Regions from separate parts of the Mus musculus genome. Here region 1 is linked to region 2. Evidence: chromatin contacts called from public HiChIP or PLAC-seq data. All regions are on one chromosome and are shown on one strand. The core of a region is the stretch at or near the end of the contact, and the rest is flanking DNA. Distances in the headings are between cores, read along the strand shown. Region 1 overlaps Drc3 (dynein regulatory complex subunit 3). Region 2 overlaps Rai1 (retinoic acid induced 1).

The links. HiChIP or PLAC-seq counts read pairs in DNA pulled down with a chosen protein or histone mark.
Region 1: a contact with region 2 is called in an H3K4me3 HiChIP or PLAC-seq map of forebrain, with 3 times the contacts expected there. The contact joins two enhancer-like sites. A contact is called at or near these places in 2 of 484 Hi-C or Micro-C datasets (cerebellum and embryonic stem cells) and 5 of 115 datasets of contacts at active chromatin or transcription factors (embryonic basal ganglia, embryonic forebrain, embryonic hindbrain and 2 more).

The regions. Positions count from the first base shown.
Region 1 is chr11:60,382,592-60,389,476 of GRCm38.p6, forward strand. Drc3 (dynein regulatory complex subunit 3) reads left to right here. Exons shown (of 14, transcript NM_029044.2): 10 at 1,623-1,754; 11 at 4,702-4,772; 12 at 6,222-6,345. Among named protein-coding and RNA genes, the nearest start is that of Atpaf2, 31 kb to the right of the region's middle. Within about 2 kb of position 2,695, at least 66 of the 459 cell types and tissues checked have an H3K27ac peak or open chromatin away from gene starts, as enhancers often do. A contact at or near this core is called in cerebellum and forebrain, where this site is marked.
Region 2 is chr11:60,181,155-60,188,502 of GRCm38.p6, forward strand. It overlaps Rai1 (retinoic acid induced 1), which reads left to right. Exons shown (of 6, transcript NM_009021.2): 3 at 3,942-7,348. The coding sequence starts at 3,958. Among named protein-coding and RNA genes, the nearest start is that of Mir6921, 16 kb to the right of the region's middle. Within about 2 kb of position 4,062, at least 105 of the 459 cell types and tissues checked have an H3K27ac peak or open chromatin away from gene starts, as enhancers often do. A contact at or near this core is called in cerebellum and forebrain, where this site is marked.

The DNA of each region.
Region 1 (6,885 bases), core at 1,445-3,944, 200 kb after region 2:
TACAAATAAAATAAACAAATACATCTTTAAAAAAGAAAGAAAGAAAGAAAGAAAGAAAGAAAGAAAGGAAAGAAAGAAAAAGACATAGCCCATCCTAGGCCCAGGTGCACCGGCTCAGGTGATCTAACTTTGGGAGCTTCCCAGGTGCCTCCAATGCTCAGCCTAAGTTGAGGCCACATTGTAGAAATTCCCAGGACACATAGCTCTGAGGGCTCCAAGTTTGTTCCTCACAGCTGCCCTCCTACAGCTTGGTCCAGTTCTTCCTATTCATCTACCCCGTTAGGCCTTGATGTACACACCTGGTCTTCAAGCCCAGTGATGCGTGTGCAACTTCCCCAAGTTTACCTGTCCGTATATGGGTACACTACATAAATATGCAGGTGTAGTCCATGCCTGTGATCCTAGCACTTGGAAGGCAGAGGCAGGAAGATCAAAGTTTAAGGTCAATATCGACTACACAGTAAGTTCAAGGCCAGCCTTGAATACACGAGACCCTATCTCAAAAGAAATAAGCAACAGCAAAAAGCAGGGCTGGAAGCTTCCTACATGATAATACATCACTTCATGCTGGTGATACATCCTGAGAATTATGTCACTAGGTGGTTGTCACTGTGGGAACACCATGGTATTGTTAAGTGACTGGAACCTCTGAGCATCACTGTCTGATGGAGCCACTGTCATCCATGCAGTATGTCACTGACTGAGACATCGTTGTGTGGCAATGATCGTACCAGACTGGACAAGTGTGTAAAGCTCTGAGAACATGGCTGTGGTTAGTGGAGATGTGATTTGCTGGTAAAGTTTAATTTACTTTGTTGCTGTCTAAGGTTTTCTTTTTTTCTTTTTCATTTGTGTAGTTTCTGAGTTTTGGTTTGTGGGCTCATTCCAGCCCCAAACTACAAATCTTAGGCTGGCCTCAAACTCCTGATCCTCTTTCATTTGCTCTCTCTGTCGCACAAGTGCCGGGGTTACACGCATGTGCCATCATGCCTGCTATGAGTCTTTATTTATTTATTTATTTATTTATTTATTTATTTATTTCTATTTTATGTGTACGGGTGTTTTGTCTGCCTGTGTGTCCGTGCCCTGCTTACATGCCTGGTACCCAGAGAGGCCAGAAGAGGGCATCAGAGCCTCAGGAACAGGATTTACAGTTTTGAGCTACCATATGGGTGCTGGGAATTGACCCTAGGTTCTCTGGAAAAGTAGCAAGTGTTTTTACCTGCTGAGCTATCTATTCAGCCCTATGAATCAGTTTTTAAAGCTTGATTTGCACAGACTGCCCCCAACCTTGGCTCCCATCTCTCCCGATAAGAATATCTTCCCTCCTCCTGGCACTGTGAAAGAGGCTGGCCCACAGGAGTTTCATCTTCTTCTTCCAGGGAGGTAAGGGTAGGTCTGAGTGCTCTTTTCATGCTTGCCACTTCCAGGTGCCTTTGTATACAGTGTGCCAGAGCAGCAGGCAGCGTCCCCAGAGCTGTCAGAGCTAGCACATGGCAGGCTGACACTTGAACTTGGCCCTTCACCTCTAGACTCTAAGTTTTTACCCATAAAACCAAATCATCACTTCCTACTACACTGTTAACTACTGAGTCCCCCCAAGTGCGGATTTCTATTTGTAGAACTTAAATGCCATCCGGGAAGAGACTGATCTGTCCAACATCGAGAAGAAGCTGACGGAGTGCACTGAGAGCATCGGTGAGCTGTTCAACACACTCATGATCCTGGAGATGCAGCTGGTGGAACAGCTGGAGGTAGAGTCAGACTAGCATATATCCAGGGGCCCCCGCATGCAGCTGCAGAACCCTGCAAGCACGCCCTCCACAGGCTCCTCTCCCCTGTGTCCAGTGTGACCCAGTGGACACACAGGAGAGGACTGGACAGATGGAGACTGGTGGGTCACTAGCACTCACTGGCCAAATGGCTTAGTAAACATGAAGAGTTCCAGGCCAGCGAGAGAAAAAGGCGAACGGTGCCTGAGGTTGTCCTTTGCCTTCATCCAGGGCCACAGGCACATATAATGTGTACACCCCACCATATAATGAGCATGAGCATGTATACATACTCATATGTGAGTGCATGCACGTGCACACATGCACACACACATGTGCACACACACACACACACACCACAAAATCACCTTTTACCAAAATTATTAAAATACCTTAAAGTCAGGGGCTGGGTATAGCTCAGTGCTTGCTTTGCACAGACAAGGCCCTGGATTCCATCCTCAGCAATGCAAAAGAGAGGGGGTGGGGCGAGGAGGGAGAGGAGACAGGAGGAAAAGGAACACACTGCTCTCTTTGCTGCCTCGGAAAGGATTCTTATGGAGAATGAGAGGTGAACTCAGTCCTCTGAAAATCTCCCCTCCTCCATCCTAAAACAGGCTCAGCAGAGTACAGATTTCTTATTAGACCCAAGGGGAAGTTCAGGAGCTTATAAGACAGGTGGACCTGCACTCGGGAGACAAACAAAGGCTCATCAGTGCCGCAGCCTGTGCCTGCTGTCTCGGGGTGGGCGATGTCGGGAGGCTGCCGCTTGGCCCCAACTTGGGAGAATGAAAAAGCCCAGGCATCTCAAGAGCATCTGTGTGCCAGGGTGACTTGTGTGTGTGCACGCAGCCAGGCTGGGGGCTGGACGCTGCATGATGAATTGGACCTCCTCAGATGCTGCCACAGCCGGGCCAAGAGCCGGTGCCTAATCAATTCCTCACACATCAAATGGCACTTCCTACGCAGAATGGATCTGCTGTCGCACAGCACAGCAGCCGCTCGTTTCCCACTGGGAACTGCTCTGCTCAAGTACTGCAGAAGCAGTGCATGCAGGGGAGGGTTGCTGGGGGCTTCCAGTCCTTTCAAGCAGGGAGATTATTTTCAGTGGCCAAACACTTCTCAGGTTCTTGCTCTCATCCTGGCCATGTTGCCAGTCACCTGGTCACCTGAAGCTGGAAGATTCTAGTCCGTGCTTCCAACAACCTTACTTGTATTCATCAAAATGCTGTGCATGAGCGCGCGCGCGCGTGCACACACACACACACACACACACACACACACACACACACACACGAGAATGGGCTCATTTGTACTGCATACAGACAGGTTTTGGGCTCCTGTGATGCCCTGCATCAGTGCTGAGGCTATGAAGGGTCAGGAAAGCGTCTTCCAGAGGAGGGTTCCTAATCACGTTCTTATTACTCTCTCAACAATATTGAGATTTGTTTTGGCCCCAAGTGCTCTGCTAAGCACTAGGGACAGCAGTTAGTTGTTGGAAGTCTAGGGTGACTGTCAGCACTTACCCAAGCTCCTGGATCTGCCAGATATGTGGTAAATCATTATGCATGATATAGCTCATTTACCCCACTAGCCACCATGGTACTACATAGAAAAACTGTCTCATATGTGAGGAAGTAGAGGCCGAGAGAGATTAAATGAGCTCTCTGGAATAGAGCTGGCTCTCGAAATTGCTCTCCATGGCCCTTGTGGAGAGGATGGGCAGATGCTGCTGAGAGGCCTAGAAGGAAAGGCTTCATTCAGGGGGGAGGGGGTGCGGCCAGGATATTTGGTCCTGGTGGAGGCAGCTACATGGGCAAGAGGCCCAGGACAGGGCTGGCAAGATGGTCCTGCTCAGTGGAGAAAGGTTCTTATCACCAAGCCTGATGACCTCAGTTTGATTCCAGGGACCCGTGTGGTTAAGGAAAGGACAGACTCCAGCAAACTGTCCTCTGACCTACACACGCACACACACACACACACACACACACACACACACACACAGAGAGAGAGAGAGAGAGAGAGAGAGAGAAGTGTAAATTAAAAAAATAAAACAAAACAAAACAAAAAAAACAGCCGGGCAGTGGTAGCTCACGATTTTAATCACAGCACTTGGGAGGCAGAGGCAGGCGGATTTCTGAGTTCGAGGCCAGCCTGGTCTACAGAGTGAGTTCCAGGACAGCCAGGGCTACACAGAGAAACTCTGTCTCGAAAACAAAACAAAACAAAACAAAAACAAACAAAACCACACACACACACACACAAAACAAAAAAAAAAACAAAAACAAACAAAAAACCCACCTAAAACCCAGTGGCAGTAGCCATAGAGATGCTTATTGGTTAAAAGCACTTGTTGCTCTTGCAGAGGGCCTGACTTTGGTTCCTAGAACCCTCATGGCAGCTCTCAAAGTTGGTAGCTCCAGTTCTAGAGGATACAGTGCCTCTTTCTGACTTCTGTAGGCACCAGGCAGACACATGGCACATACACATACATGCAGGCAAAATATTCAAATGCATACAATAAGTAAATCTAAAAAAAAAAAAAAAGCAATAGTGACAACATGAACATTCAAGGGGGTGGTGAACTGAGACTGGAAAGCGACAGAACTCTGGGAGCGGGTGAGGGGCAGGGGCAAGGGTCAGTCCTTAGCCATCTGCCCTACAAAGGCAAGGAGTCTGTGATTTGCCGGGCGTGGTGGCGCACGCCTTTAATCCCAGCACTCGGGAGGCAGAGGCAGGCGGATATCTGAGTTCGAGGCCAGCCTGGTCTACAGAGTGAGTTCCAGGACAGCCAGGGCTACACAGAGAAACCCTGTCTTGAAAAACCAAAAAAAAAAAAAAAAAAAAAAAAAAAAAAAAAAAAGAGTCTGTGATTTGAGGTGGTGCAAAGGATGTTGATACACACATTGACTCTCTTTTATATCTTTTCCAGGAGACCATAAACATATTTGAAAGAAATATCACTGACTTGGTGGGACTATTTATTGAAAATGTCCAAAGTCTATATCCTTTCTGTGACAACCCCTACCTTACCCCATGGGAAGGCACCATAGGCTCCTGAGTTTGTCTCGGCCTCTAGAGCAGCTAACGCAGAGGTGCCTAGGCTTTTAACAAAAAAGCAAGGGATAGCTAAGTGGAGAACTTGCTTAGCATAAGTGAAGCCCTGGGTTCAATCCCCAGGACTGAAAGAAAGGGCTAGTCTTGGGCAAATAAGTGGTAGCTGCAGGGCCACGCCCCTTTTTGCTCCTACTACAAGTAAACTGAGCACTTTAGATATATTTCATTCAGTTCTTACCCAAAATACTCTTCGCCCATTGATTTGCAGAAAAACCTACACCCTCATCCCAAAAAAATGTTTCCACTTTCCACGGGGCCCTAGTTCATAGGCATCTCCTTGCTGAAGGTAGAGGAATGTAAAACCTACCACTTTCTACCAAGGAAAGAGGCCTCCCTATGACAGGATGTAGACTTGGTGACCATAGAGAATACTCCATACCAACTGAAGTGTTTTCAACACTCAACATTGGCAGCCTTGCTAGAATGCCAGTTTAGATGCCCAGAGGGACTGCTGTCCAGTAGCTGTGCATGTATTCCCTAAGTAGGTGATGTTCATGGGTGCCCTGCCACCTCAGAATTGCTGCCTGACCTTTTGTTACAGGAAAACACCCTGGGATGAGGCCATGCCCACACTAATGACAGGACAGGTTAAAAAGAGCAAGGCTATAATAGTTAAGGTTAGAAACCAACATTTGAAACATGAACAGTGCTTTATTGGGGGCAAAGTGCTAAGCTCCACCCAGGAGGAACTCAGGTTCTGGCATCCTGGAGCTCAGAGTCCAGCACACGGTCATTGAGGTAGCAAGTGGTGTGCTATGTACGGCATCAGTGGCCTTCCTAAACACTGAAAGAAAAAAAAAAAAAAAAGACCTGCAGGTAGCCACAGGAGCCAGGTGAAAGAAGAGACAGTCCATAGCAGAAGTAGTATGTGCAAAGGCCCCAAGAATGGGACTAAGGGAACAAGTTTCCAGATGAGACCATCAGGCCATGTCAGAGACTGGAAGCTCTCAGGAGCTCTAAGCTTAGAACTGGCTACTCAGACCTTCAAGTTTATTTCAGCTGCTGGAGGAGAAGGAGGAAGAGATTATGGGGGACCAGTGAGGTCTTCGGCAGTGTTGGGAAGCAGACTGAGGACCTGAGGTGAGCTGGCCCTGGGGGACAGGAATGACCCAATATGAGGACAGGAATGACATGGGGACCTGACGATGCATTTGAGTGACAGTTTGATGGCTATGATACCTCTTAGCACCTCAGGACAGGTCTTGAACCCTGAGACTCTAAGACTTAGAGACTGGTGTCTCCAGTAGGGCTGACGTGGCCTTGTTTGTCAGAGGCCACCTTATTCGAAGGACCACCTGGCTTGCTCGGCCCCCTGGCTTTAACTCACAACTGCAGGATTGCTCAGTGCCGGGACCTGGAGAACCATCACCATGAGAAGCTCCTGGAGATCGCCATCAACACCCTGGAGAAGATCCTCAAGGGCGAGATGGACGAGGACTTACCCGATGACGTGCGGGCGGTGAGTAAGGATAGAGGGGCTTCGGGCATGGGGGACATCTCGGGGGCACAGCAAAGAGATAAGTGAAATCCAGCCCTACCCATGGCTCGTCTAAGCTCGCCAAGCTCCTGGAGGCTTCCTTCCTTCTCGACGAGACAGAAGCCTGCTTTGCAGGACTGCTGACTGCCGAGCAAGGTGAGCACAGTTGGCGTCAGGATGGCCAGGTGGTTATCCCAAGCTCCTTTCTATGGAGTCTTCCGGTACAGTTACAAACAGAGGTACCGGCCAACATTTTCCCTCGGGAAGCTTAATGGTGGAGAGCTGCAACACTGGTCTGCCCACAAGCCTCATGTCAGGTTCGGCACCAGGGTGCACCAGTTTCCACCAGGACAGATAGTCATAAATACCAGGGACCCATGTCTACACCTAAGGAGGCATCTATGAGTCTACCCTGAGCTCTGGCAGCAGCATGTGGATGCCTTAGGAAAGGACTTCAGGTGGGCAAGAATGGCCACAGGTCCACATACTTGCCCTCAGGGGCCTGCTTTTGTTGGTTACCCT
Region 2 (7,348 bases), core at 2,812-5,311:
CTTCTGCCGATTGATTTTTTTTTTTTTTTGTCTCATTCCTTTTAGATAGTCTCACTGCCCCCAAGCTAGCTAGCCTGCAAGATCATGCAATACCTGTTTTCTCCTCTTCTTCCCCATCCACCTCCCTTTGTTGCTAGGGTTACAGGCTCACCCTGCTTTGTCCAGCTTTTTTTTGCATGGATGCTGGGGTTCTATACTCAGGTTCTCAAGCTTGTACAGCAAGCCCTCCTACTGAGCCTCTCCCAGCCTCCAAGTCTTAATATTTATTCTTCATCCATAACAGATGGGGAGAGCCTTGGGGTCTCACCTACCCACTGCTCCATGAATATCTGTCTTTTTCCAGGCTTCCTGGGCCCCATAAATACCCCCTTTCTGGTTCTCAGGCCTTGAATGGGTTAAACTTTGAATTTTCCTAAGCTCCCAATCAAGTTATAAACCACTCTGGCCAGGTGGGAGGACTGGTGACTGGGGACTCCTAGTGAAGAGGGAATGGGCGTCTTCCCACCTCTCCCTCCACCTGTCTCCCTTTTCCCTCGGAGTAACATTCCTACAAGGCCCACAGTATGCCCATCTCACTTGTAGGGCTCACTCTTGGGCTTGATGAGCCTGTGGGACTAACGACCCTTCACTAGAGACTGGTCAACTACTATAGGTAGGATTGCCTGCTGAGAACTAGGGTACAGCTCAGTGGTAGACCTTGCTTAACAAGTTACAGGCCCTGGGTTTGTCCCTAGTAGCACAGAAATATAGAGCCAGGCTTGCAGGCAGGGTCTGGCCTGCTGTAGAGGGGCACATAGGCATATATTTGTCTGTCCTGAGCTCAGCTCTGCATTCTTGCTGTCATACCAAGACACTCTCTCAGGGTGGGACTTTCTGGTGTGAGGTACAGAAGAGGGGTTTGATCTTCAATGTTCAGCTAACAAACATCCTCTACCCCTATTAATGTCACCTTTAGTAGTAGAAAGGACAAGATAAAACATAAAGTCCAGTTTTATCAGTGGCTAGCACGCGCGCGCGCGCGCACACACACACACACACAAAGTCTTTGGGAGAAGGCTGTGCCTGAGGCTCAGCCTCACTATTCCTTCAGTGCACTGTTTGATGGCTGTGTTGATGGCTTGCCGTCCTTGGCTGCTGGAATGTCAAAGGAGGTTCATCCAGATTGCAAGCACCACCAGATTCCACGAAGCTCTGCCCTTGTTGAGCCTGGTACGCTCTTCATCCAGTGTCTAGAGTAACCAGTGGTTACAGGGGTGGAGTATTCATGTCCCTAGGGCAATGAGGGCTGCTCTGGATTCCCATCAGCTGTGTGCCAGATTCTGCCAAGCTGGTTGAGGGGAAGCCTTGGCAAGTTCCCAGGAGAAGGGGGAGGAGCAGAAGCTGGGGCAAGGTTCAGGTTCCCTTCTCAAACCTTACTGCTGTTAATCCGGCCATCACAGCTTCTTCCCTCCCTGTTGAAGGTCACCATCACCTATGGGGTATTCATTCTTCCATCTGCTCTCCTGATGCCGCCCATGCCAGTCCTTCACTATCTGCGTCTCATCCCTTCCATATCCTTTCCTGGTGCTCTTGAAAAATAATCATAATCACAATAATTAATAACAACAGAGCCCGCTGCAAGTCTTAAAGAGGCAGCACCTATTTTCTGCTGGCAGAGCCAGCAGTACCTCTGTAGCTAGCAGCTAGGATGCCACCATGCCTGAGCCTTTGTTTCTGTCCCTCCCTCTGCCAGGGTTGGAGGGTGGTACTGGGGCACATGTTTCTGCCTGTGTCCTCCAACAGGCCCTGGGCCTCTGAGATTTTAATTGAACTGTCTTTTCTTAGAGATAGATGCTTTCCACATCCAGCTGCCTGTGTGCATCGGGAAGCTGGCCTGTAATCCTGTGTGGGGAAATTAAAAGGCATAGCAGCTGGACTGATTAGATGGGGCAGGGACAGAGCAGGCAGGGAGGGGACACTGTTCATGGCTCCCCTCTTTAGATGATGTCTCTGGTAATGCATTGCATTTTGGGGAATGTGTTGCAGGGATACACACACACACACACACACACACACAACTCCAGCCGTAGAAATGTTAATGATATCCACAGGACACTCAGCAGGAAATGAGAGTGATCTGGGACTAATAAAAACCGAAATGTAATTTGTGCAGATATATGAGGGAGGCAGATGTAGCCTTCAGAGCAGTCCGGGTTTGTGCGTTCTTGGCTTATAAACACACACCCAGGGAGGGCAGGGAGCTGGCATTTTGTGTCCTGGTCTTAGAAATGGCCCAGCAGCCATCCTGAGCAGGTGTTGCATTCCCCCCCCCCAACCCCCGCATCCAGAGTGTGCTCTGCTCTGGGAAGATGGGGCAGGAGGCACCAGGCTGCCCTGCCTCCAGCCCTTCTGGAATGGCAGGCACCACTTCGTGTTTCATCCAAAGGGCAGGTAGGCACTGTCCTAGTGAGGGGCTAGAGACATGTGCTGAGTTGGGGGTGGGATAGGCAGAAAGCTTTAACAATCTGGAGAAGAGGAAAGTTGTATTCGGGGCAGCTGGGTCAGTCCTACTGCTCTGAGCTCTGGAGGCTCTGGCTGCCTGGGAGTGCCCTGTTCAACTGGATGGAGCTCTTTTACCCCCCTTCCTTGGGTCAGTTCCCAGACAAAGGAAGGAAAGCACCTTTGTGGGATCCAGACTAAAGGGAGGCTGGATCTCCCTGCCAATAGCTCCCACTCCTGCCTTTCACTCCTGTCCCTGTGAGGCACTTACCTCTCTTCCCCCACATTTAGTTCTTGACAAACCAACCAAACCCCTGACACCTTTGTGGTCTATGGCAGTGTGTTTTGGGACAAGAACTGTTCCTTCCTAGAGGCTTGGGCTGCTCAGACCCAGAGAGCTTGAACATCCTGCCTTCACCCTGCGTGGTGGCTGGGTAAACCCTGAATCTGTGGGATGTGGTGCCAATAGTCAGCCTTCTTTGTGATTTCTCCAAAGCTTGGGGGGCATTCCTGTTTTTCACCACTGAGGATTTTCTGGGGTAACCAAAGCCAATCGGTTGAAGGAAACCAGCCGAGATAGCCAAGCCTGGATTGTGACTCCACAAAAGCCCCTGGTCTACCTGCCCCTGCCTTCCATATGAGTGCTGTCTGTACCATCCCTGACCTGGGAAAGTTCGGAGGAGCTCATTGGGGAGGGACAGAGAACAGGAAGGGTCGTGTGCTGCTCTCCAGTGGCCAGGGGACTGTGTCTTTGTCCCCTATTAGTATGCATCCCCACACTCTGGACTGCATAATCTGTTTATGCACCTATGATACCAAGAACAGGAGGCAGGTGCTACCATCCTTCATTCCCAGGAGTCCGGGGAGGGGATGCTTAGCAGCCCCCAGTCAACATCTGCCAGAAGGGACAGAGTCCAGATGGCACTACAGGGGAGGCGTGTGTGAGCGTGCATGGACATGTGCCTGATAGGTCCTTTGTACATGTGTGGATTCCTGTATGTGCAGTTACAGTGGCCTGGAATGCCACCTCTCCCCAATTGGGGAGGGGTCCTCACGGGTGCTCAGTGTGGCTGAGTCACGCTTAGGTACGGCTACACAAAGACTAAGATGATGGGATCCAGCAGGCCCCCAGGGAACAGTGGAATTGCTCTGCTAAATGATTTTGAGCTGTCTACAAGGGCTGGGCGTGGTAGTACAGACGAGCTGATAGAGAGGAGGAGCTGGCAAGAGGGGCCTGGAGTGGCCATTCATTGTGACTTGCTCTGTGTAGCCTGTTTGGACTGTCCATTTCAGCGGGAGCTCACCGTAGAAGCAGGATTTTAGAGCATACCTCTCAGACCCAGAGGCTGTCAGTATGTGCAGAGCTGGTGGGAGGGTGCCGGGGAGGGATGCTGACTGAGGCAGCGAGCAAACCGTGGCCCATCTGAATTGTTTCCCCTCTGCACCATCCTTTCTCTTCACAGATAACCAGCCCGAGTCATGCAGTCTTTTCGAGAAAGGTGTGGTTTCCATGGCAAACAGCAAAACTACCCACAGACCTCCCAGGAGACATCGCGCCTGGAGAACTACAGGCAGCCGGGTCAGGCTGGGCTAAGCTGTGATCGGCAGCGGCTGCTGGCCAAGGACTACTACAGCCCTCAGCCCTATACAGGCTATGAGGGTGGCACTGGTACACCTTCTGGCACGGTGGCCACAGCAGCTGCAGACAAGTACCACCGAGGCAGCAAATCCCTGCAGGGGAGGCCAGCTTTCCCCAGCTATGTTCAAGACAGCAGCCCCTACCCAGGGCGCTACTCTGGCGAGGAAGGTCTTCAGACCTGGGGGGGCCCACAGCCACCGCCTCCTCAGCCACAGCCTCTGCCCGGGGCAGTGAGCAAGTATGAGGAGAACCTGATGAAGAAGACAGTTGTGCCTCCTCCAAACAGGCAGTACCCTGAGCAGGGCCCCCAGCTTCCCTTCCGGACTCACAGCCTGCATGTCCCACCACCACAGCCTCAGCAGCCCCTGGCTTACCCCAAACTCCAAAGGCAGAAACCACAGAACGACCTTGCCTCCCCTCTGCCCTTCCCCCAGGGCAGCCACTTTCCCCAGCATTCCCAGTCCTTCCCTACCTCCTCCACTTATGCCCCAACAGTGCAGGGTGGTGGGCAGGGGGCCCACTCCTACAAGAGCTGCACAGCACCATCTGCCCAGCCTCATGATAGGCCGATGAGTGCCAATGCGAACCTGGCTCCAGGGCAACGGGTCCAGAATCTTCACGCTTACCAGCCTGGCCGCCTTGGCTACGAGCAGCAGCAGCAAGCACTTCAAGGCCGTCACCACACCCAGGAAACACTCCACTACCAGAACCTCGCCAAGTACCAACACTATGGACAGCAAGGCCAGGGCTACTGTCCACCGGACACAGCTGTCAGGACTCCAGAGCAGTATTACCAGACTTTCAGCCCGAGCTCCAGCCACTCCCCTGCACGGTCTGTGGGTCGCTCCCCTTCCTATAGCTCCACCCCGTCACCACTGATGCCCAATCTGGAGAACTTCCCCTATAGCCAGCAGCCGCTTAGTACTGGGGCCTTCCCCACAGGCATCACAGACCACAGCCACTTTATGCCCCTGCTTAACCCGTCCCCAACAGATGCTGCCAGCTCTGTGGACCCCCAGGCCGGCAACTGCAAGCCCCTGCAAAAGGAGAAGCTGCCTGACAACTTGCTCTCCGACCTCAGCCTGCAGAGCCTCACAGCGCTCACCTCCCAGGTGGAAAACATCTCCAACACCGTGCAGCAGCTCTTGCTGTCCAAAGCTACCATGCCACAGAAGAAAGGGGTCAAGAACCTCGTGTCCAGGACTCCAGAGCAGCACAAAAGCCAGCACTGTAGCCCTGAAGGCAGCGGCTACTCAGCTGAGCCAGCGGGCACACCGCTGTCTGAGCCGCCGAGCAGCACGCCACAGTCCACCCATGCTGAGCCACAGGACACTGACTACCTGAGTGGCTCTGAGGACCCGCTAGAGCGCAGCTTCCTCTACTGCAGCCAGGCCCGGGGCAGCCCCGCCAGGGTCAACAGCAACTCCAAGGCTAAGCCCGAGTCTGTGTCCACCTGTTCTGTGACCTCACCTGATGACATGTCCACCAAGTCCGACGACTCTTTCCAGAGCCTGCACAGTACTCTGCCCCTGGACAGCTTCTCCAAATTTGTGGCAGGCGAGCGGGACTGCCCGCGGCTGCTGCTCAGTGCCCTGGCACAGGAAGATCTGGCCTCCGAGATCCTGGGACTGCAGGAAGCCATTGTTGAGAAGGCTGACAAGGCCTGGGCTGAGGCTTCCAGCCTGCCCAAGGACAATGGCAAGCCACCCTTCTCACTGGAGAACCATGGCGCCTGCCTGGACACTGTAGCAAAGACTTCATGGTCACAGCCAGGGGAGCCAGAGACCCTCCCTGAGCCTTTGCAGCTGGACAAGGGTGGCAGCACCAAGGACTTCAGCCCGGGGCTGTTTGAAGACCCCTCTGTGGCCTTTGCCACCACTGACCCGAAGAAAACAAGCAGTCCCCTGTCCTTCGGCACCAAGCCTTTGCTAGGGACTGCCACTCCTGACCCCACCACAGCAGCATTTGACTGCTTTCCAGATACACCCACTGCCAGCTCGGTGGATGGTGCCAACCCCTTTGCCTGGCCAGAGGAGAACCTGGGCGATGCTTGTCCTCGTTGGGGCCTCCACCCTGGTGAGCTTACCAAGGGCTTGGAACAGGGTGCAAAAGCCTCGGACGGCGTGGGCAAGGCAGATGCACACGAGGCCTCTGCTTGCATGGGCTTCCAGGAGGATCATGCCATCGGGAAGCCAGCAGCCGCACTGTCCGGGGACTTCAAACAGCAGGAGGCAGAGGGGGTGAAAGAGGAGGTGGGTGGGTTGCTGCAGTGCCCCGAGGTGGCCAAGGCCAACCAGTGGCTGGAGGAGAGCCGCCATTGCTGTTCCTCCACTGACTTCGGGGACCTGCCACTGTTGCCGCCCCCTGGCAGGAAGGAGGACCTGGAAGCTGAAGAGGAGTACTCTTCTCTGTGTGAACTGCTGGGGAGCCCTGAGCAGAGGCCCAGCCTGCAGGACCCGTTGTCCCCAAAGGCCCCGCTGATGTGCACCAAGGAGGAGGCAGAGGAGGCGCTGGACACCAAGGCTGGCTGGGTCTCTCCATGTCACCTCTCTGGGGAGCCTGCTGTCCTACTGGGCCCCTCTGTGGGTGCCCAATCAAAGGTTCAGAGCTGGTTTGAATCTTCTCTGTCACACATGAAGCCGGGAGAAGAAGGGCCAGAGATGGAGAGGGCTCCAGGTAGTTCCGGCACCTCACAAGGCTCCTTGGCCCCGAAGCCTAACAAGCCTGCTGTACCTGAGGGGCCCATTGCTAAGAAAGAGCCTGTGCCACGGGGTAAGAGCTTACGGAGCCGGCGAGTACACCGGGGGCTGCCTGAGGCGGAAGACTCTCCGTGCAGGGTGCCAGCACTTCCCAAAGACCTCTTGCTCCCAGAGTCTTGCACAGGGCCTCCACAGGGACAGGCCGAGGGGGCTGGAGCCCCAGGCCGGGGGCTGTCAGAAGGGCTCCCCAGAATGTGTACCCGCTCGCTTACAGCTCTGAGTGAGCCCCAGACTCCTGGACCTCCGGGCCTGACTACCACCCCCACGCCTCCCGACAAACTGGGAGGTAAGCAGCGAGCTGCCTTCAAGTCTGGCAAGCGGGTCGGAAAACCATCACCCAAGGCTGCATCCAGCCCCAGCAACCCTGCTGCCCTGCCTGTTGCCTCAGACAGCAGCCCCATGGGCTCCAAGACCAAGGAGCCAGACTCTCCCAGCATGCCTGGCAAGGACCAGCGCTCCATGGTCCTCCGGT